Regions from separate parts of the Mus musculus genome. Here all the other regions are linked to region 3. The links are chromatin contacts, called in public HiCAR-type, Micro-C and promoter capture Hi-C maps. All regions are on one chromosome and are shown on one strand. Each heading gives the region's core, a stretch centred on a gene start, on an enhancer-like site or on the middle of the called end of the contact. The rest is flanking DNA. Distances are from core to core; before and after follow the strand shown. Region 1 holds the start of Exoc8 (exocyst complex component 8). Region 2 holds the start of Tsnax (translin-associated factor X). Region 3 holds the start of Coa6 (cytochrome c oxidase assembly factor 6). Region 4 holds the start of Egln1 (egl-9 family hypoxia-inducible factor 1). Region 5 holds the start of Arv1 (ARV1 homolog, fatty acid homeostasis modulator). Region 6 holds the start of Nrp1 (neuropilin 1). Region 7 holds the start of Gnpat (glyceronephosphate O-acyltransferase).

Evidence for each region. Promoter capture Hi-C pulls out the DNA fragments that hold promoters and counts their contacts. Hi-C and Micro-C count contacts between places; a contact is called where the count stands out from the background. HiCAR-type assays count read pairs that join an accessible place to other places. Capture Hi-C pulls out chosen DNA fragments and counts their contacts.
Region 1: a Micro-C map of the G1E-ER4 cell line shows a contact between it and region 3, with 8 times the contacts expected there. The contact joins the promoter of Exoc8 here to the promoter of Coa6 in region 3. A contact is called at or near these places in 3 of 39 promoter capture datasets (embryonic stem cells, liver and pre-B cells) and 1 of 484 Hi-C or Micro-C datasets (the G1E-ER4 cell line).
Region 2: a contact with region 3 is called in a promoter capture Hi-C map of liver, with 4 times the contacts expected there. The contact joins the promoter of Tsnax here to the promoter of Coa6 in region 3. A contact is called at or near these places in 3 of 39 promoter capture datasets (embryonic stem cells, liver and pre-B cells).
Region 4: a promoter capture Hi-C map of embryonic stem cells shows a contact between it and region 3, with 2.4 times the contacts expected there. The contact joins the promoter of Egln1 here to the promoter of Coa6 in region 3. A contact is called at or near these places in 3 of 39 promoter capture datasets (embryonic stem cells, liver and pre-B cells) and 1 of 115 datasets of contacts at active chromatin or transcription factors (astrocytes).
Region 5: a promoter capture Hi-C map of adipose tissue shows a contact between it and region 3, with 2.3 times the contacts expected there. The contact joins the promoter of Arv1 here to the promoter of Coa6 in region 3. A contact is called at or near these places in 1 of 39 promoter capture datasets (pre-B cells), 1 of 115 datasets of contacts at active chromatin or transcription factors (embryonic stem cells) and 1 of 9 other capture datasets (adipose tissue).
Region 6: a promoter capture Hi-C map of embryonic stem cells shows a contact between it and region 3, with 4 times the contacts expected there. The contact joins the promoter of Nrp1 here to the promoter of Coa6 in region 3. A contact is called at or near these places in 1 of 39 promoter capture datasets (embryonic stem cells) and 1 of 115 datasets of contacts at active chromatin or transcription factors (astrocytes).
Region 7: a contact with region 3 is called in a HiCAR-type map of astrocytes, with 2.3 times the contacts expected there. The contact joins the promoter of Gnpat here to the promoter of Coa6 in region 3. A contact is called at or near these places in 2 of 39 promoter capture datasets (liver and pre-B cells) and 1 of 115 datasets of contacts at active chromatin or transcription factors (astrocytes).

The regions. Positions count from the first base shown.
Region 1 is chr8:124,896,438-124,899,237 of GRCm38.p6, forward strand. Exoc8 (exocyst complex component 8) reads right to left here and starts at 1,268. Exons shown (of 1, transcript NM_198103.2): 1 at 1-1,268. The coding sequence starts at 1,189. Sprtn (SprT-like N-terminal domain) reads left to right here and starts at 1,457. Exons shown (of 5, transcript NM_001111141.2): 1 at 1,457-1,944; 2 at 2,639-2,738. The coding sequence starts at 1,721.
Region 2 is chr8:125,011,355-125,014,360 of GRCm38.p6, forward strand. Tsnax (translin-associated factor X) reads left to right here and starts at 1,687. Exons shown (of 6, transcript NM_016909.3): 1 at 1,687-1,858; 2 at 2,156-2,260. The coding sequence starts at 1,843.
Region 3 is chr8:126,420,663-126,423,756 of GRCm38.p6, forward strand. Coa6 (cytochrome c oxidase assembly factor 6) reads left to right here and starts at 1,839. Exons shown (of 2, transcript NM_174987.4): 1 at 1,839-2,168. The coding sequence starts at 2,025. Gm51604 (a long non-coding RNA gene) reads right to left here and starts at 1,708. Exons shown (of 2, transcript XR_003947620.1): 1 at 1,607-1,708.
Region 4 is chr8:124,947,788-124,950,641 of GRCm38.p6, forward strand. It overlaps Egln1 (egl-9 family hypoxia-inducible factor 1), which reads right to left and starts at 1,467. Exons shown (of 5, transcript NM_053207.2): 1 at 446-1,467. The coding sequence starts at 1,267. It overlaps Gm46060 (a long non-coding RNA gene), which reads right to left and starts at 438. Exons shown (of 2, transcript XR_001778719.2): 1 at 1-438.
Region 5 is chr8:124,720,501-124,723,667 of GRCm38.p6, forward strand. It overlaps Arv1 (ARV1 homolog, fatty acid homeostasis modulator), which reads left to right and starts at 1,666. Exons shown (of 6, transcript NM_001368372.1): 1 at 1,666-1,842. The coding sequence starts at 1,684. Ttc13 (tetratricopeptide repeat domain 13) reads right to left here and starts at 1,472. Exons shown (of 23, transcript NM_001373939.1): 1 at 1,237-1,472. The coding sequence starts at 1,462.
Region 6 is chr8:128,357,621-128,360,508 of GRCm38.p6, forward strand. It overlaps Nrp1 (neuropilin 1), which reads left to right and starts at 1,453. Exons shown (of 17, transcript NM_008737.2): 1 at 1,453-2,012. The coding sequence starts at 1,940. A930035F09Rik (a long non-coding RNA gene) reads right to left here and starts at 617. Exons shown (of 3, transcript XR_879381.3): 1 at 1-617. Mir1903 (microRNA 1903) reads left to right here and starts at 1,621; the gene lies at 1,621-1,700.
Region 7 is chr8:124,861,218-124,864,321 of GRCm38.p6, forward strand. It overlaps Gnpat (glyceronephosphate O-acyltransferase), which reads left to right and starts at 1,816. Exons shown (of 16, transcript NM_010322.3): 1 at 1,816-2,095. The coding sequence starts at 2,021. 2810004N23Rik (RIKEN cDNA 2810004N23 gene) reads right to left here and starts at 1,812. Exons shown (of 7, transcript NM_025615.2): 1 at 1,668-1,812; 2 at 1-54. The coding sequence starts at 1,755.

The sequences.
Region 1 (2,800 bases), core at 18-2,517, 1.5 Mb before region 3:
CTCTCAGAGAGCGATCCGGGGAGAGCTCAAACACAAGCACCTCGGTGAGCTGTCGCACTCGTTCGTCCACTTTGGCCCTCAGCTCTTTCACAGGAGGTGGGCTGGGCTTATCTTCCAGGTAGTGATTTAATTTGTCCAGCAAGTCCACGGCACCCTCAAAGTCCCTCTGTGCAATACAAACATCCAAGTCTTCCGGCAGCTCTTGGATCCACTCCATGGAAAGGTCAACCTTTTCCTCCTCCGCCTCAGGGGTGGCCAGTTCTTCATCATCCTCGTCCTCAAACGGGTTGCTGCCCTTGGAAGTGACCGGTGGTGGCGCACGCGGGGCTGCTGCCTCCTCCTGCTCCCGCCTCCTCTTGTCGCTGAGGGCCCTCTTGGTTTCCTCCAGCACTTCCAGCCACTCGCGCTTGATCTTGGCATTTTCCGCCTGGAAGATTCGGCTCTCGGGGAACATGAGAAGCTTGAACATGTCTTTCATGGGCGGATTGTCTTTGACGTTGACCACCGCCAGGCGGTCCAGCGGGTAGAGTGCGTTGTAGCGGTACATGCCTCGCCGTTGTGGCAGCCAGGTGGCCACCAGCAGACAGTCGTTCATGAGGAAGCCGTGCACGCGCTGCAGCTGGGCCATGTGGTCCGCATCGTATTCCACCAGGTCCCCGTTGTACACCAGGTACTGACCTGGCGTCTCCAACAGGTCCCTGCAGCCCTCCACCTTCTCCAGCAGCGTGGTGAGCGTTCGCTGCTTGCCCTCCTCGCCCGTCCCGGAACCCTCTCGAGGGACGCCCGCCGGCCCGGGCAGGAAGCCCGCCTGGACCGCCCCGCGCTCCCGCGGCCCCGCGCCGGCCGTGTCCTCACCCGCAGAGGCGCCCGCGGCGGCGGCGGGCAGCAGTGCCAGCGGGATGCTCTCCAGGCTGCTCTTCTGCTCAGTCAGCAGGTGGCTCAGCTGGTACATTTCGCTCTCCAGGTAGGAGATCTCCCGCGCCGTCTCGATGAACTGCCGGTAGTTCTGGTAGACGTTGCGCTTCAGGTTCTGTGCCGTCTCCTCTGCCAGCGCCTGCACCCGCTGCCGGTGCTCCTGCAGGTCGCGGTCGCCGTCCGACTGCTGCGACAGTTGCTTCACGTACAGCCGCGCCTCGAAGCCCCCCGACTCCAGCTGCCTCCGCAGGCGGCTCGCCCCGCTGTCCGACATGGCTGCCACTCGTCTTGCTCCCGCGGCCCGCAGTGGCTGTTACTCGCCGCCTCCGGGCCCCACCCGAGCCCGGTGGAGAAGGCAGCGGAGGAAGCGGGGCGGGAGCAACACCCAAACGCCTGCGCCGGAGCCGAGCGCTGCATTGCGCCTGTGCCAGAGTCGAGCCGCTCGCACTGCGCCTGCGCCCGGGGCGGAGTGCGGACAATGCGCCTGCGCGGAAACGGCAGCGTCTTAAGGCGCGTGCGCGGACGAGCCAGCACGGAAGTCAGAGGAGGGTCCGGCACGGACCAGACTTGACGTGTGTCGCCGGACCTCAGCGGCTGTCAGGAGACAACCGGCTGCCTAAAGCCGTCCCCAGCCCGAGCCCAGCGTTCCTAAGCCTGTGCCCGCGGGGCAGCGCCGAGCCACCTTCGGTTAGGCGTTCGAGGCTAGCCCGCGCGCCCTGACAGCAGGGCCGGGAGGCCTCGCGAGATCCGTGCGCCGCACGAGCCCGACCGGCGTCTTGGGAGCGGCCGAGGTGGGAGTAGCGGGATGGACGAGGATCTGGTGGTCGCGTTGCGGCTGCAGGAGGAGTGGGACGTGCAGATGGCGCGGCGCGCGGCGGCGGCGCGGGAGCCCGTGTCGTTGGTGGACGCGTCCTGGGAGCTGGTGGACCCCACCCCAGACCTGCAGGCGCTCTTCCTGCAGTTTAACGATCGCTTCTTCTGGGGTCAGCTGGAGGCGGTGGAGGTGAAGTGGAGTGTGCGCATGACCCTGTGAGTGCGTCCGCGAACGGCTCGGAACGTCGGGAAGGGCCAGGCCGCTAAATTGTCGTTGGTGTCCCCGCCTCGCGGCGCAGGGAGAGGTCGCCGGGAAACGTGCCCACTCCCCAGTCCCGGGCCCAACGTCCCTCAGTGATGAACCAGCCGGATCCCTTATCAGAGTTTGAGAAATCCTATTCGAGATAGTAATCTGCCCCGCACATACACTGTCACATAGCAGCTTGAGGTAAAGCAGGCTAAGACGTAGTGTACTTCTAACCTCATACCAGCCCTGTGACTGTTTTGGGAGAAGTGCCCATGTATGCCTGTGCGGAGGGGAGAGGGTGACAGTGGGTGAGGGTTAGCAAGTGTTAACTCTCTGAAGCCAAGTGACCCACTCAGGAAAGCCATCCTCCCATCAGGGACGTTTTCTTGTGAAACAGTTCTTGCCCAAGAACTGTTAGGGATTTGCTGCCCACCCCCACCCCCTTTTTTGTGGGGAGAGGGGAGAGGGCCTCACTATGTATCTGTGGCTGTCCTGGAACATACTCTGTAGACCAGGCTGGCCTGGAACTCGGAGATCCTCCTGCATCTGCCTTCCACGTGCTGGGATTAAAGGCCTGCACCACCATGCCAGACTAAGGTTTGCTTTTTGTTCTGTCTCCTCTGTATTCGTTGACCCTAATCCATTGTTGTGACTGTTTTCCAGGTGTGCTGGGATCTGCACCTATGAAGGGAGAGGAGGCATGTGCTCCATCCGTCTCAGTGAGCCCCTGTTAAAACTGAGACCAAGAAAGGACCTTGTAGAGGTATTCTTTGCATAAGCCTGATTCTCAACAAGTTGATTTGCAGGATTTATTTATTTATTTAT
Region 2 (3,006 bases), core at 437-2,936, 1.4 Mb before region 3:
ATCCCGGGGGACATTAGAGTAAGACATTGATATCCTAGGAGGTTTTTTTTTTTTTTTTTTTTTTTTAAAGCATGGTCAGGTCATATTTTGGTTGTTGTTTTTGCTCATGCATGTGTCTCATGCATGCATGTATTGAGTGTGTGTGTGTGAGAGAGAGAGAGAGAGAGAGAGAGAGAGAGTAATAGCAGATATCGTTCCCCAGGTGTTCTTCACCTCTCAGTTTTTAGAGACAGGGTCTCTCACTGGCTCAGAACCTCTAACCTGCTAGCCAGCAAGCCCCAAAGATCTGTATCTCTCCATCTCCTCAGTGATGTTCTATATGGGTTCTCGGTGATACTTGGGTCCTGTATGCCTGCAGGGCAAGTACTTCACCTACTGAGCAATCCCTGTAGCCCCACATCGTCAAAAATAGTGGAATACTGGTTTTGTGTGTCAACTTGACACAAGCTGGAGTTATCACAGAGAAAGGAGCCTCCCTTGAGGAAATGCCTCCATGAGATCCAGCTGTAAGACATTTTCTCAACTAGTGATCAAGGGGGGAGGGCCCAGCCCATTGTGGGTGGTGCCATCCCTGGGCTAGTGGTCCTGGGTTCTATAAGAAAGCAGGCTTAGCAAGTCAGAGGAAGCAAGCCAGTAAGAAACACCCCTCCATGGCCTCTACATCAGCTCCTGCCTCCAAGTTCCTTCCTGTGTGAGTCCCTGTCCTGATTTCCTTTGGCATGAATAACGATGTGGAAGTATAAGCTGAATAAACCCTTTCCTCCCCAACTTATTGGTCATGTTTTGTGCAGGAATACAAACGCTAAGACAACTGGTGAATGTGGGCTCAGAAGTCACAGAAATTCAAGATGGTTATGTGTCCAACATTCATCCATTGTTGTTCCCCCACAGCCTTTTCATGCAGGACTCTGCCCAAACCATCTAGCTTTTTGCTGATTCAATGGTGACAGCTTATGGCCTGATTTTTGAGCTGGGAGACCCTCCTGTGATGCTGTTGTGGCCTTGACTTCACTGGCTAATTCTACGTATATCATTTCCATAAGTGTGTCTGTTCCTAAGTTAACAAGAACAGACTGTGTGACTAAAATGTCTGTAACATGCACATGGCTGAACTTGACTCAAGATGTTGGGCTTTGTTCAATAAGTAATCTTAATTGAGCATGGTCTCTAATGGGCTGCTGGAAGCCTCAAAGGAATGGTACTAGCTAGGTGAGGTAGCATGTGCTCAAACAACAGCCTTAGGGCTTGACAATGTGACCAAACTTTCCATCTATTCCAAAGCTGCTTCTCTTCGAAGACCTTGCGACACTTCCAGGTGCCACGCACCCAGCACATGCCAAGGGCATGCATGGACGCAGGAGGCTGCTCAGAGAGGCGAGGGGACAGGAGGCCGCTGCCCGCGACAGGACTACACAGCTCAGGTAGGCACTCAACGGCTTGCACCACAACCTGGCACACCGGAAGCATGCGCGACTGAGAGAGAGCGCCGGGTAGGCACTTGGACGTGGGAGAAGCCGGGACACAGACCGGAAGTATGTGCAGCACAGGGAGCGCGCCGGGAGCCCGGCCGGAAACGTGCGCTGCTGCAGGAGCGCGCCCGCCCGCATGCCCGCCCAGGCGGTGTGGGACACGGGCCGGAAGTGTGTGCGGCCGAGGGGACTCCGCGGCGGACGCAGCTCCCGGCTGAGGCTGCGTGAAGGATCCGCTTCCGGCGGCCGCCTACTGCGACCAGGGTGGTGTGCGCTGTCACCCACGGGCTCAGCGCGGCGTCCCGCGACGGCCTTTCGCTGAGCTGGCCCGGCGGCTGCGATCCCTGCGCGTGCAAGCCGAGGCCCCGCGGCCATGAACGGCAAAGAAGGTGCGGGGCCGGCGCGTGGAGGGGAGGGGCTGGCAGGGCCTGGCCCCTGTGCTCGGCTGTCACCGTGCCATCCATCGCACGCCCCCAGGGGACCCTGCGGACCGACCCAGAGCGCAGCCGGGTGCCTGGGGTCTCAAGCCGCGTTTTGTGCGACCCCTGCACCAGTGCACGAGTTTGGGGACCTGTGTGTGGCTGGAGAGGTCGAGCCCTGTGGGTACCGGGGGACGAAGGGGATAGCCTGGGCTGTGCTAGCGCGGCATCGCAAGGGCTCCATCCATCTCTTCTTTTCTGCCTAAGGACCAGGAGGGTTCAGGAAGAGGAAGCATGACACCTTCCCACATAACCAAAGGAGAGAGGGGAAGGATGCCAGTTTGTCTTCGCCGGTGATGCTGGCCTTCAAATGTAAGTTTCCATTAGGAGAATTAGAACCATAACCGTAACAATCGTGTCGCCGTAGTGTTCGGGTGTGGGGTCGGTTAGGGAGCCTTTAGTCCATGCCGATGTAAGGCTTAGTTTTCCTGAATGTTTCGTGTTGGTGCTAGGTCTGCCCAGAAAAAAAAAAAATCTGTATTCTAAACATTCCGATATCAGGATAACTTGACCAAGTTAATAGAACAAGAATACCAGTGTACATGTATGTACGAGATTCACTAATAGTTCCTGTTCTATGCAGAGTGCTACCTCAAAATAAGTCTTGCCAGTCTAGTAACCAATCTAACACACTCTAAATATAAATATATGTGCTAGTAAATGGTAAGTGTGAAGATGATGTTACATACAGAACAGTTGGTAAGAATGTGGCAGATATTTCCATATTATTTAACATTTAATGCTTTTTATGTGGGACTTTTTACTGTTTACTAATGTTAATATAGGCCACCATAGTCAAGGGCTTTGGGATATAGATGTTTGCCACTTTGCATTTGCTAAAAGTAACGCAAAGTAAAAACTGCTTCATATTTAGGAAGAAAGAATTAGGTTGCACCTTGTAAAGAGAAGGGTCCCAGCTAATGTGTGGACAGTTTTGTTTTTGTTTTTGTGTTTTTTTCTTTTTTGTTTTTGTTTTTTTTTTCGAGACAAGGTTTCTCTGTGTAGCCCTGGCTGTCCTAGAACTCACTCTGTAGACCAGGCTGACCTCGAACTCAGAA
Region 3 (3,094 bases), core at 589-3,088:
GAACCCAAAGGCTTCACATTCAGTCTCTGTGTGCCCTTCCTGATCAAATCTCTCCTAGCCCTAGAGACAGTTGTGATAATCTTTGCTGCCCTTTATGGTTTTACTATTTATGTATTTATCCTTAATACTGTAGTGGATATGAGTATCTGCATTTATTGCTGTGGTTACCAGTGAGAATATCGTGAGTATCTGCATATATTGCTGTGGTTACCAGTGAAGATGTCTGTCAATATCTGCATATATTACTGTGGTTACCAGTGAGAATATCAGTATCTGCATATATTGCTATGATTACCAATGAGGAAGTCAGCATCTGCATATATTGCTGTGGTTACCAGTGAGGATGTCTGTCAGTATCTCCATAGATTGCTGTGCTAACCAATGAGGACGTCAGTATTTGCATATACTGCTGTGGTAACCAATGAGGATTCAGTATCTGCATAGACTGCTCATTTTCTCAGCAGTGTTGCATCTGTCTTGTGCACCTTTAGAGAAGGAAAGGGTTTCTATGTCTTACGGTTTGTAGGTATAGTGAATGCCTGCACTGCAACTTGTCTTTTCTGTCCATTTCATGATGCTGTTTGGGTTTGTGTAGATGAGTGGGGCTAAAAAAAAACCTTTTCAAGGCTGCATGCATGTAGTACCCCCATGCATACAAAATAATAAATTTTTAAAAATTAATTTTCAACCCCTAAATCATATTTTCTCATACAGGTCCACCAGAGTTTTGAATAGGACTTTTTTTTTTTTTTAATATATTGGCAAGACACTGGGGAACATACAATGCATAATGTCTAACACCTTCAACAAAGTCTTGGATGGCTCCCATAATCATGTACATTAATCCTTCTACAGCAAACCCTCTTAGTTAAGTGAGACATATAAAGCATTATCACACCATTTTATCCCTCTCCCTCCTCTTCCTCTCTCTTATAAATCAATGAGTTCCAAGGAGTTTGTTATTTCAGAGTTGGGGAGGTTCTGTAACTAGTACAAGTTAACAGTAGCAAGAATACAGGTAGAATTTAATTAGTAAAAGTCGAGAGGAACCTCCTGGAGGAACTATCTGGAATTTGTCTGTAGAAGGATTTTCAGTGCAAATTTAAATTTCTACTAGCACCATCTCTCTAGAAACTGTACACTTTGCTAAACTTCATTTGTTTATAAGAGCCTCACTTTCTTGTCATCTACAGAGCTAAACTTCACTACTGAAATTGCTACTGTTATTTCAGTTTCCAATGAATTCTTGATTATGACGGTCGGGAAGAGATATACAGACAGCTGTGGCTGGCTGCGAACATCACTGCTTTTATTTCCCATTTCATTCATGTCTGCTCTTGATGTACCATTATGCACAGTCATAATTGCAGCCATATCGATAAAATGAGATAAATATACGAGACAGGGTTTCTCTGTGTAGCCCTGGCTGTCCTGGAACTCACTTTGTAGACCAGGCTGGCCTCGAACTCAGAAATCTGCCTGCCTCTGCCCCGCAAGTGCTGGGATTAAAGGCGTGTGCCACCACGCCCGGATACCTTTTTATAACCTGACATTGATAAAAGGCACAGGGAACCTCTAGCATGGCCAACCTCAGCTTCACCCTCACCCAGAGTCGGCGCTCTCCGGCGAGCTATCCCCTTCTCACCACACTCTGAGAACGGAGCTTGGTGCCGGCTCGGCCGCCTCCGCCAATTCCGGGTCCCTCTTCAGCCAATCAGGGCAGCCGCAGCTACAGAGGGCGGTACCAATCAGATATTAGTTTCCGCCCATAGGCCACGCCCCTGGTGCCGGAAATTATCCGCCGGAGAAACGGACTCGGCCGGAAGTCCCGCCCTTCTATTTGCAAACGGAGGCCGGGGCAGGTCAATCGGCGGCGGGTACTTTCGCAGTGAGTTTCCCTGTGCAGTCGGTGGACCTGCGGGGCGACACCGCCGTGCGGGAACCACAGTCCACACCGCTCTCCCACGTAGGCTGAGCCCCGGTCGCATGTTGCGTGGCTTCCCGCGTGACCACTGCAGGCAGGAATGGCAGCCCCTTCCATGAAGGAAAGGCAGGCATGCTGGGGTGCGCGCGACCTGTACTGGCGCTGCCTGGACGACAACGCGGAGGACGCGGCCCGGTGCCAGAAGCTGAGGAGCTCGTTCGAGGCCAGCTGCCCCCAGCAGTGGGTAAGTCCCGCGGGGTGCAACACATCCCTGCGCGCACCCTCACCTTAGGGTGGGTTTTGAGGAGCAAGGTCACGCGTTGGAAGTCACCAGTTAGTTGGTATTACTGGAGAAAATGACAGCGCTACCAGACTCTGGAGAAGGGACCTGGTGGTACAGCGCTGTGACTTCTGCAGGCGTCCATAGCCTTTCTCACAGCTCCTCCCCTAGAGCCTGGTCATATTAAGCAGTCTGGCTCACTCAGTATTAGTTCTTCCCTCTCTTCGCCTTGTCCCAGCCTCTGTCGACTCCTATAAAGACTGAGAGGTGTGTCCAAAGACACTCGTGCATGAGAGGGTGGGGAGGAGATGGAGGATCATGGGAATGTGTTCTGAGAGAGACACTTGGATTCATTCGCTGGGATTTTAAATTCAGCCTTGGGAGGTCTTGCATCCAGATTTATGCCGCGGGAGTCATGCATCAGAGGAGAAACATTTCTCCAGGATGAAGCAGCCTCTGTAGTGGAGGATTCGAACTAAGATCCTGAAGTGTACGTGTACTCTGCTCTACAGCGGTCCTATGAGAAAGATGTGGGCATGTGCTATGCAGGGACAAGAGAACCACAGCTCAGGGTGGCTGGTGCACCCACAGGTTCGGGAGGAGAAACACCCTAAGAGGTGCTGAGTTCTGGACAAGCTGTTGTCAACACCAAAATACTGCTCTCGCTTCAAGGGCTAGTCTGTTTTGTAGCCAAATATGAGTGACTGGCTCAGGAACAGAGTATGAGGTTTTCCCCAGATACCATTTGGCAGAAGTTTTATGCAGTCTTATGGAACAGAACAAACGGTGGAAACAAAAGGTAAGTTTGTTACAGCAAAGGAAGCCTTCTGGTTGGTGGAAGCCAGTGGTCTGTTAAAACATTACAGAAGGTTTCACCTGTCACCAGGGTG
Region 4 (2,854 bases), core at 217-2,716, 1.5 Mb before region 3:
GTAGTGGGTTTCAAAACGGTAGGGACAGCCAGCAAGATAAAGCTACACGGGGGAGGGGAGCAGGCCGCCAAGCTTTTCCTGAATACAGGGAGTTTTCCGACCACAGGCTTTTAAATGAACCTTTCTGGGGGCAGCTGACAGAGTCCTAGCTAAACACAGTGTCTGGCTCTCAATCAGAGCCGGGTGCGCGCTAAAAACCGCGGGGCTTTTAACTAGCTCAGGCACACAGGCAAGATAAGATGCATCACCCAGACCCGGTGTAGCTGGTACCCCAACGACCCCCACGAGTGACCAGGGCTCCGGCAGGCTCTGCACTGTGCACTGTGGCAGACAGTACAAGGACAAAAGGAGCCACGCTAAGACAGAGCGCCGGGCCCCGGGTCTGCGGGGGCGGGGGGTGGTCCTCACAGACCCTCCTCCGGTCGCAAGAGCCCCAGCCACTTACTTTCGTTCGGCCGTTTATCCTGTAGTTGCCCAGCTTCCCGCTGCAGTGGCGGATCAGGTCGTCCATGCTGCTCATGAGCAGGCCGATGGTTTCGCAGCCGGGCTCTTTGCCCTCGATCCAGGTGATCTGGTCCCCCCGGATGTCCTTGGAAGAGTCACTCTTCTGGCTGACCAGCTGCCCGTCCGTGAACTTGCCGGTGTCGTGCAGGGCGCGCACCTCATCGCCGATCTGCTGCCCGGTCTCCCTGCCCAGGAAGTCGTCCACCACGCAGATGCCGTGCTTGTTCATGCACGGCACGATGTACTCCAGAGCCAGCTTCAACGCGGGCAACGGCTTGGTCTGCCCGTTGGGCCGCAGCCCTCCACCGGGACTCAGCGCCTCCCCGGGGCCGCCACCCGCTGGGCACAGGCTGGCGCGCTCGGGGCCCGGAGACCGGCTAAGCGGAGGATCCTCGGAGCCGGGCTCTGCTGGGCCGGGGCCGCTCCGGGCCTGCGCCGCGTCCTCCGGGCCCGGTACGCGCGAGGCCGCCGCGCTGTCCCCGCGCCGGGCCGCCCCGCCGGCGCGCGCGGCTCCGGGGGCCCCACCGGGCGGGGGCGCGACGCGGGGCTGCGCCGGCGCGGGCTGCGCGCGGGGGGCCTCGCCGCCCTGGCACACCAGCTTGTGCTTCTTCCAGTCCTGGCGCTGGTGCTCTTTGCAGCAGTAGAAGGAGCTGCGGCAGCGGCCGCAGCGCAGCAGGTTCTCCATCTTCCCGCACAGCTCGCAGTACTGCCGGTCGCGCTCGCTGGCGCTCAGCACGCCGGGCCCGCCGCTGTCACTGGCCATGGCCGCGGCAGGGCGGGCCGCGGGCCGGGAGCGGGGCGGCGGCGGGGCCGTCGGGGCGCCCGCCCGGGGCCGCCGCCCGCTGCGGGAGGCCGCGCGCGCCCTGGCCTCGCCTGCCTTGCCCGGGGCCGCCTAGCGCCGCATCGCGCCGGAGAGAGCGCGGCCTGCGCGGCGCACAGCGCCCTGGGCGGGCGGGCCCAGCCGGCTGCGTCGGGGCGGGCGGGCAGGGCGCGGGCCTGCGGGCGCCACTCGCTCCGCGCGCGCTGCACGTACACCACGGCCCCGGCGACCCGGCGCGCGGGCGGAGAGGGCGGGGGCCGCGCGCACGCGGCGGGCCGGGCCTAGCGGGCGGGCGCGCCGCTTCCTCCGCCCTCCCCTCCTCCTCGCGGCTCCGCCCGGGGCGCGCGTCGCCGGCCTGCGCGCGCGCAGCTCCACCTGCCTGTCCGGGCCCGCCGGCAGCGCTCCGGGGCTGCCTCGGCCACCTCGGTCCCGCGGAGGAGGAAACGGAAGCTCAGACGGCCGCTGGGCCGCTCCAAGCTCCGGGACGGCCGCTGCGCGCTCCCGGTCTGCTGCTCCCCGGAGGCCGCGGAGGGCACAACAAAGGCCCCCCGGGCAGCCTGCTCCGGGACCGGCTCCTGCAGTCGCCGGGCCTGGTTCTGGCTTTGCTTTGTTTTTGCTTTTCTGCGGTCCTTAAACTCTTGAGATTTCTCCCGGTTCCGGTTCGAGACCTCTGGGTTAAGTAAGGTAATCAGGGCTCGGTTCCAGATCCGCATTCAGGCCTGAAGCTCTCAAGAGCATAGTCCGTGAACGAAGCTGCACAGGGAGTTAAAGTCTCACATTAGAATCTGCCAATAGTGTCTGCAGAATTATGAGGATTATTACGGGCTTTCTTTGTTGTCTTGAGACGCAGCCCGGTAGTCCTCGGAAGTAGATTCTCCTACCTCTTCTGGTCAGTGGTAAGGTGATTAGCGTGAGCCCTCTTTGCCAACTCAGTTATCTGCATTTTGTTTGATTTCAGTGTTGTAAATTGAGACGAACACACTAGTTGCTGTTTCTTTGTTTTTATGAAACCTTCAAACCTCATAGAGCTTGGCACGGTGGTAAACGGCTTTAATGCTGGCACTCAGAGGCAGGAAGATCATTGTGAGATTGGGGCCAGCCTGGGCTACAAAGTGAGTTCCAGGATCAAACGCACTTGCACACACAGCTCAGAGAAACAAACCAGAGACTGTCGGTTCCACGTGTGATTTGTAGTAAGTAACTAGTGGGGCCGGGGCAAGGAGAATGACGGGTATATTTGGAGCTGCAGAGAGGGAAGCAAGAGCTGTACAGGTTGAGGACCAACCTGCTCTATGTGGTGGGTTCTGGGACAGCCAGGGCTACGGAGTTCGACATGGTCATACAGCCTCCAAAACAGAAGGACCTCCCTAGGTGCAAACATTTGTCATAATGTACACACACGGTCGTATACTTGAGTGTAGCCATTGGGACAGACAGCCGAGAATTTAAAATTGCTGTTTGGATGCCAGGGGGAACACAGAAACGGGAATTGTTAGCTCTGCCATTTGAATGAAGTTGCAAGCAAACAAC
Region 5 (3,167 bases), core at 416-2,915, 1.7 Mb before region 3:
TGCCCTCGTGGTGAGGTCAGACCTGTCTGATTTGTGAGACCTGAGAGGTTCTGGATATCTAGAGCAGACCATTGTGTTGGTGGTATGGGGGCTGTAAATACTGATGAGAATAGCCCCTCGGCTATGACACGCTTACTTGCCTGTCCTGAATTTGTCCCCACAGTCTAGGACAGGTGCCTGAGGTAAGCGTCACAGAGTCCAACTTCCATGTAATCGTCCAGGATTGGGACAAACAGAAGAGAGGCATTTCCTACTAAGAGCCTTTGGTGGTTAAGACAAAATCTGTCTGTAAAGTTGAGCATGGAAGCTCACACTTGTAAGCCCAACTTGGAGGGTTTGTAGAGAAGGATCGTGGTAAATGCAAGTTCAAGGCCAGCCTGGGCTCAGAGAGACCCTTTCTCAAAAACAAAACCTCATAGTCAAGTAAACGGAGTCTCCTATTTACAGACAAGTTCACAGACAGGTAACCCCCTGCCCTGAATCAGGAGGTGACATTAACAATGGTCATTCGATTCACTAAGGAATGCTGGCCACATCAGCTGCAACAGTGTTGGGAGGCAAAGCCAAGACACAAAATAAGTCCAAAAGCCATTCCAAGAAGTCAGATGGTGCTCAAAGGAAGTCAGATTGCACTAATCTTGAGACTGCATCTCAGCTAAGAAACTAGGTAGTGTTTGGGTAGGCATATGGTGCTGAACATTGGTGGGATGTTTTAAAAGGCATTATCAGCCAGCTGCTACTAGGTATAGAAGACCCAGACCTTCCCCACGGCAAGTCGGAGGGACACCCACTGAGGGGAAGGGAGAGTGGAGAGGGTACTGATGGGTAAAAACGCCCACTGTACAACTCAAAACAGAAAGAGCATGTGCATTTTGCCCAGAGCCTGACCAATGAATGAGCCTGAGCAGCTGGAATGCACGCAGGAATCAGGCCTGAAGCTCTCTCTCTACCGTTGGGGGTACATCTGAGGAGCACGGGTCAGTGCTCATGTCACCCCGCAAATCCAACCTGCTTGCACCTCTCAAGATTGGATTCCTGAGGTGGGGATCGGGCAAATCACCTACCGGAGCAAGCAGAAAGAAGTCTGACTTCCTGGCCCGTGCACGCCAGCAGGCACCCTCCAGGCAGGTCCTTATCCCCGCCGCCCACCTGAGCCCATCCCCGGTGCCCCCACTTCCCAGATGCTTCCACGCTGGGCAGGGGCGGCCCAGGGAGAGGGCGGCTCGGCCCACTCACCGCACTCCGGGTACTGGTCCGCCCAGTCCCCCGACTGCGGACAGCCGCCGCCCGCCGGGGCCTCCTGCTGCTGCCGGTGCTGAAGCTCCTGCTTCAGCAAGGACAGCGGAGAGTAGTGCTCGGTGGCCCGCGCGCAGGCCAGCGCCCCCAGCAGCAGGAGCAGCGGCCGCACCACCGCAGCACCCAAGCTGCCCGAGCAGCCGCAGCCGCAGCCGGCAGGTGCCATCTTCCCGCACGGCGCAGGCGCGGCCCTGCTCTGCCCGCCGCGGGCAGGTGGGCGCGGCGCGCAGCCGCAGTACCCGCTGGGAGTTGTAGTCCTCGCCCTGTTAGCCTCAAGCACTCATTCAGCGCTTGGACTACAAGTCCCAGTAAGCCCTTGGGTGCCCCTCCCAAGGCCAGTCCAGGCGTCTTCCGCCAGCGGCCGGAAGCAGGAGCCCTAGAGTGGCCATGGGGACCGGCGGGCGTAGGGGGACGCGGTCCGGGAAAGGCACGGAAGGCGCAGCGGCGACTTCTTCCTCTTGCCTGTATCGTTGTATCGAGTGCAACCGAGAGGCTCAGGAGCTGTACCGGGACTACAGCCACGGCGTGCTCAAGATAACCATCTGCGTGAGCGCGCCGGGGGGCGGGGCGCGGCTAGGAAGGCGGATCCGAACTTGCTGTGGTCCGGGGCGAGGCCTGGGAGCTTGAGCACGTGGGGGAGGAGTGGTCCTTGTGATGGTGTGAAAGAGAAAGCAAGGATGTGCTTGAAGACTGCCTAGGCCATAGATGTTCTAAGACTTGTGGCACCCAGGAGTGGTGGCGCATTTCTATGACTCCAGCACTCCACTCGCATGCCAGGCAGGAGGAGAATCACGAGTTGGACTCCAGCCTCGATTGCCGCGAGAGAGAGAGAGAGAGAGAGAGAGAGAGAGTGTGTGTCTCAAGCGAATAAACGAGTGATGGAGAGAGATGTGATTCACTAAGGAAATAGGAATTGTAGCAGGAAGCGTGTCATTCTCTTGTTGATCCTGAGGAGATGGAAGCAGTATTTGAGGTCTGGTACTGTAGAGAGTTCTTAGAAGAAAACTGTGTCTTATCGGGGTACTTGTCAATTTAATAGTAAATAATACAACAATTTAACCGAAATGGAAAGCATTTACCACGGCCGGGGATGTTGCTCGCCATGTAGGGCAGCCTTAGATTCCGGCTCCAGCACCACGCCTGTAATCCCTGCAATTGGGAGATGGAGGCAGGAGGTCCAGAACAGAAAGAGAGGGAGGGAGAGAATGAATGTCTCTCTGTGTGTTTCCTCTTTATACTCTTAAGTGAAGGCAGGAGGAAGCAGTGGAGAGAGTTCTGGTGGGAAAGGACTCACTGATTCATCAGGTCCACTGATGGAGGAAGTCAGCGTGCTCCCTATGTGAGGATGGATGGACACAGGGTAGTAGAAGGAGGTTCTTTGGGTAGAGGTCACTGCCTCTCATTGTAACAGTCTTCAGATGGCAAGATGGCATGCTGTCTTAGCCTTCTAAACTGTCAGGTCCCTGAGGTTAGAGGATTGTGAGTGGCTCCAGGTGATTAGCTTCTTGGAGCCCATGAAGTTCTGGGGAAGGAGAGCTCTTGTCCTGTCGCATCTACAGCACGAACATCTGGCTGATAAGTGATACCGAAGGAATAGGAGGAGTTTTGTGTTTCCTGATGCTGGTCTTTCCCCTCCTGCTTCCAAATTTGTCTGCCTCCTTGTCCTGACATTTGGGATACTGTCCAGAAGTGGGATTTAGCTAGCTTTTAAAAGACAGAGAGGGACTTGCCATTTTAACAGTTTCTCTTGGCACTAATGGTGCATCTCTGGGCTTGGGGGAAGAGATATAACCTCCACATCTGTGCAGAAAAAGGGGATCTGGGAAGAGCCTCCGTCCTGGGCTCGACATCTAAGAGTGCTTGCTCTTAAC
Region 6 (2,888 bases), core at 203-2,702, 1.9 Mb after region 3:
GATCTTTCTCCCTGAATGACCCTAGTTTTTCAGCCAAAACCTTTGACCAGAGTCTCCTTGCCAGCATTCCCAAATCTTTGCAACCCCTTGTACCAGGTAGGAGTCAGTCTCTGTGGTGGCAGTATGTCTATAAATGCCACTTCCCAGAAGGCGTATGACCTTTTCACCTTACCCACCAGCTCCTTCGGAGGTCATTGAGCCCGGTATATGTACTTGATCAGAAGCCTCAACCAGTTTATGTCCCTGGGTGTCCTTGCTATTCATAAACCAAAGCCACCTGCTGCAGTTCTCGGAAAGCCCTCGAGGATGGAACCGGACTACATGGGGGAGGGGAGGCACTGGGCAGACACCAGGGACGCACCTCGTAAGTGGGTGGCGTATGAGGCTGGAGGATCAGTAGACACAATTGCCTGTAATCTAAACCTGGCACTAGGAGACCCTTGCAAAGATCATCCTGTCACCCTCACAAGGGGTCGTTGCCAGTCTTATCCTTCCCTCGGTGTGCACAGAAATGGGTCCCTCGACCCCTGATTCAGATTCTTGGAGTTCTACGTGGCTGGTCTGCGACTGTTGGCGGCTGCCCCCTAGCTGAAAGGCGCGCCACCATCCATCCTCCGAGCTCATGTAACCCCAAAGAAGAGGGGACCAAATCTCGGGGAACAATGCAGCCTGAAGCGTCAGGGGTGGGGATGGGGGTATCAGGTACCCATCCTCGCCTTTATGCACGGCGAGGAGACCTTGTTCCGCTGCAGCCAGGGTCCGTGCTCTAAGAAAGTCTGCCTATGCTTTACGTGGCAGACTGGGTCACAGTTCTCTAAGATCAACAGCGTGTCTCGCAGAACAACCAAGGCGTTCTTCTTTTAGTCTAAGTCCTACTCGGAGCGTCCTGGAGCGCCCGACTGCTTCCTGCCCCAAACCTCAGGCTGACACCCAGGAAGTGAAAGCGGGGACTGACAGCGCGATCCACGCCTCCGGGGGCGCCGGTACCTAGGGATTAGGAGTTCCGTGAAGTAGCAGCTAACCCCGGTCTCTCGGAACTCCTTGACTCCAGGATCCTCGCCTACACGAGCAGCCTAGTTCAGTTCTGGGGTGCAGAGATCTCGTCAAGGTAGACTAGCCTGCCACTGGGGCTGGTACCACTTGTACTGCCCCTTCTGACACACATACGTGACCTTGCGCTCTGGGCGCAGACAACCTGCTCCCTAGTGACCTTCTTCCCGCGGAGAGCACAGCAGGGTACCCGGAGGTGGGGTGGAGGGGGGAGCCCAGAGGACCAACCGGGAAAGCACGCGGAGAGAAACTTGTGTCTCTGAATCTCCAGCCAGGCAATCACTGGCAGAGCTGTGCGGGGAGGGGGCGGGAGGAAGGGAGGGAAGGGCTCTGGGAGGGAGGGGGAGGTCGGAGAGAGAGGCGGGTGCCAGTGGAGAAAGTCCTTGCTCTCCCGCTCATCTTTTCATTGCTCTCTCTCCTTCCCGCAGACAACCCGGACCTCCTCTGGGCGCCAGCTCCTCGGCTCCAACCCGTCCAGAATCAAGCGGGATTTTTTTTTTCTTTCCCTCTAGAAATTGGCTTTGGTGTGTCGCCCGCCCTCTCCCCTCCTCCTCGCAACTCCTCCCCTCTTTTTTTTCCTCCTTCTTCTTCTTCCTGAGACATGGCCCGGGCAGTGGCTCCTGGAAGAGGAACAAGTGTGGGAAAAGGGAGAGGAAATCGGAGCTAAATGACAGGATGCAGGCGACTTGAGACACAAAAAGAAAAGCGCTTCTCGCGAATTCAGGCATTGCCTCGCCGCTAGCCTTCCCCGCCAAGACCCGCTGAGGATTTTCTGGTTCTTAGGCGGACTTAAGAGCGTTTCGGATTGTTAAGATTATCGTTTGCTGGTTTTTCGTCCGCGCAATCGTGTTCTCCTGCGGCTGCCTGGGGACTGGCTTGGCGAAGGAGGATGGAGAGGGGGCTGCCGTTGCTGTGCGCCACGCTCGCCCTTGCCCTCGCCCTGGCGGGCGCTTTCCGCAGCGGTAAGTGACAGCCGGAGACGGGAGCAACCAGAGTGCCCGGGGCTGCCGAGTCCCCTCGGGCGAAGGGGTTCCAGCCCCAGCCACGGGACTTCCAGCCCCAGCCACGGGACGCGCGCACGGCTGCCGGGCGCAGGAAACTTGCCTGCGCAAGGAACGGAGAAGTCAGGGCGTCTGGGGCAGGAGGACCACAAACCCTCGGCCCCCTGCTCCAGTTGGTTGCTGGCTTCTCCTGCCTCTGTTTCGAGACAGAGCTGCCTACCTTCCCAGATCAGCACACCAATTATCTTAATAATGTTTCCTCCCAGAGGCAATTAAATGAGACTCCCTTTCAAAAATCTGATGGCTGCTGAGAGTTAATGAACACTTCACCGGGAGGACTTCCTGGTTCTCCTCAAAACACCCCTGCTCGGTTTCCTCTGGTGGGCGACACAGAGAGATAGCGGTCAGTCTTGGCGCTGGAACTCTCCGCTGCCTTTGTAAACCGTCTGTGATCAGTCTGAAGTATGAATGAAAGTCGCACTGTCAATAAAGGCTTTGGATCTATTCAGTGTGAGGTACCAGCGTGTCTGAGAATTCGTAACCCTGTTGCAGCTTCCAGTTGGCTTTTAAAACCACTCACTGTTAAGTAAATGAAAGGCAGTCCTGGGTATAAACAGTGCCTTGGAACATAAAGAGTGTGTTTAAAATGGGATCTGGTACAAATGTGTTCCACGTCCCCTGGAAAGGTGCTGAAGGCTAGGCAAGGGCTGATCGGAACAGTAGATCTTCATCATTATTATTAACTAATAGCTAAATGTTTACTTTGTCTGGCTCAGATTTCAATCAAAGTAATTAGGAGAAAAGTGCATCTACCACTTATTGTAGTATATTGTTTTA
Region 7 (3,104 bases), core at 566-3,065, 1.6 Mb before region 3:
TCTTTGCTTTCTTCTTTCGGATCCTTTTCTGCTCTGTTTCACCTTCCGTCTCTCCTGTTCATTTCAACATTAAAAAAAAAATTAAAAATCATCTTAGTTTTAATTAATGCCAATACTGAAGGAATGCCACTTTGCATGGGGCCCAGACACAGGCATCCACTCATGTACACAAAGAAACGAAGTGCTTAGGGCCAGGTCTCATGACTTCATGATCTCCAGGACCCACACGGTGGAAGGAGAGAACTCACTCCTGTGGGAGGTGTTTTCTCACTGCATATGGCGGGGTTGACACACACCCGCACATACATAAATAAATAAAGTAACCGGAAACCACAAACACAGGCAACACTTTCAGAAATCAAAATCCTGCCTTCCTTCCCAGATAGCTGCATACACCTCTGACCCTTAGTAATACAATTACGCTAGTCCTCACACCCGGTGCCATCAACGTCATAGTTCCCAGGACCATGTTAAAAGCATTTGCCTCTATACTAGCATGTCTTTTTACCACACTGCAGGGTTACAGGTACATGTCCGGGTTCTTCTTGTTTTCCTTCGGTTTTGGATTTAAAGGGAATCCAGCTAAACTTTAATTGCTTTAATTTGAATACCTTTACTTTCTACTCTATTTCTCATCTTCAGTTTGTTTCTTCTGCTCAGACTCTCAACAGTGATCTGAAATTTCAATCAGGCGTCTAAGCCTCAGTACTGACCTACAGTATGGGCCCAGGAGCTTTCTGAATACTAGCTGTGTACTTGTGGCCAATGTAACTCTGCCAGTATAGATATAAAAATGAATAGGTAAAGTCCAGGTAGCTGGGAAGTAACTACCGTAATGAATTCCTGCATGTGTGAATATCAACTGTATCTAGGATTTTAAAAATTAGTCTTAAAACTTGTGAAAGTCAGCCAGGTGGTGGTGGTGGCGGCGGCGCACGACTTTAATCCCAGCACTTGGGAGACAGAGGCAGGCGGATTTCTGAGTTCGAGGCCAGCCTGGTCTACAGAGTGAGTTCCAGGACAGCCAGGGCTACACAGAGAAACCCTGTCTTGAAAAACCAAAAAGAAAAAAAAAAAAAAAACCCAAACAAACAAACTTGTGAAAGTCGGAGGCCAAGTGTTGTCGGTGGACACAAAGAACCTAACACAGCGCAGAATGTGACATCAGGCCCTAGACCTTGAGACTCGAGCTCTTAAGGAGGACCTTTATGAAGATGTGTGTACATATATGGGTTGCTCTGACAGTTAATGAGGGAAACACACAAAAATGCATGTACATGTACACCTGGTACGTTCTTCCAAGTTCTCAGCTTGCTTTTGCTTTTTAATCGTGTAAGTGAGCTTGGAATTTTGAGCAACCGCTCCAAAATAAAAACAATACAGCGTTTGTTACGTGTCTGGTTCTAAAAGTCAGGCAATCAACGTGAGCTCTTCTGCCTGCCAGTGCCTGTCCTTCTGCGAGTGGCCTGCCTTTAGTAACCATCTCTGATTTTATTTTCCTGCACAGTGAGAAGGAGAGCAAAAGGTCGGCCAACAAGTGGGGGAGAAGGTCCCGGAGAGGGTAGCGCTTGCGGACATGGCTCCAGGAGACCACGTGGGCCGTGGTCCCGCCGCCTCGGGATGCGTTTCACTGTCTTTGGCCGCCTCCTCCCAGGAGCTACGCTCACCCAGGTCGTAGAGGGTCCGCAGAACGGCGTCCAGGAGTGCCTCCGAACCAGGAGGCTCAACGGAGTCCGAATCGTGCTCCGCCGCCATGGGAATCAGCACGGAGACCCCCCCAGATCCCGCCCAGTGCCCACCACTTCCGCTTCCGGCGCGGCTTCTGCGCGTGCGTCACGGTCCCTGCGCGGCCTCGGGCCTGGTTAAGATGGCGGTGCCCGGGGTCCCGTGCAGTGGCCGTACGGAGTGCCACTGTCCTGGGCAGACGGGAGCCGCCCCGTGCGAAAGAACCGCCCCCAGCGGCTGCACTACAGCCGTGTAGCAGACCAGCCCAGGCCCCGCCAGGGACGGCAGCCGCGCCATGGACGTTCCTAGCTCCTCCAGCTCCCGATTCTCGGTCGGCTCGGCCAGCCCTAGCAGTGTGCTCCTCTATGCGGTAGGCGCCTGGGAGGACCAAGGCCCAGGGCAACGTCGCGGGAAGGACAGTCCCTCCCCGATCCCTATGTCCCCAGCCCACGACCCTTGCTTGTCTTAAAGAGCGGGTCCTAACCCAGTTGGGTACGTGGCTTGGTATCCACGGCAACCATGTGTCTGCGCCTCGGTTAACGCGTCTGCTTTTACAAGTTTGTATCGATGGCGGTCCCTCTGTCCCTTCTCCCCGTCAGGCCGGGAGCCCCCGCACACAACATGAGGGGAGCATTAGAGTTCTGCCTGTTGAGTAGTAATCTTAGTCCTGACCTAGCCCGAGAAGACTTTTGGGTCTCCACCTCCCGCCTTCTCCCCAGCCCTCTACCTTAAGTATTCCTGAGAGAGAAAAATATTCGGCTACAATATGCGCGTAGAGTTTTTTTTTTTAACTCTTACTTGGAACCTCAGGAAATTACTGTCTTCTATTCGTTATGTTTGCACAAGTTTCTGAGTAGGATACCCATTGCCACTGTTTTCTGTCCAACTTACCTTCTACACTACCCCCTTCCGCCCCCCACTTCCTTCCTCTTCTAGTTTTAACTGGTGGTTTGCCCCGTTTGGTTTCCAACAGAGTGTTGGTCACTTACAATATTCACGAGCAATTATCAAGGTGGAGACTTCGTGTGCTTTCACTCCGTGGGTTTGCACAATTACGGGTGGGGTGGGGTGAGAATTTGCTTATTTTTATGTGTATGAGTGTACCTGCATGTGTGTATGTGCACCACGAGGTGTCTGGTGCATCAGAGGCCAGCTCTGGGAATTGAGTTACAGATTGTGAGCTGCCCCAATGTGGTTGCTGAAGGAATGACCCTTAACCCTTGTGCCATCTCTCCATCCTCGGGGGAGAGTTAAAAAAAATCTTAATTAATTATTTTTGAAACAAGATTTTCTTGGTTTGTTCTCTGGCTTTGGCACTAGCTGTGAAGCCCCAGGCTTTCTGGATCTTGCATTCCTCATGCCCTCACCTCCAGAGAGCT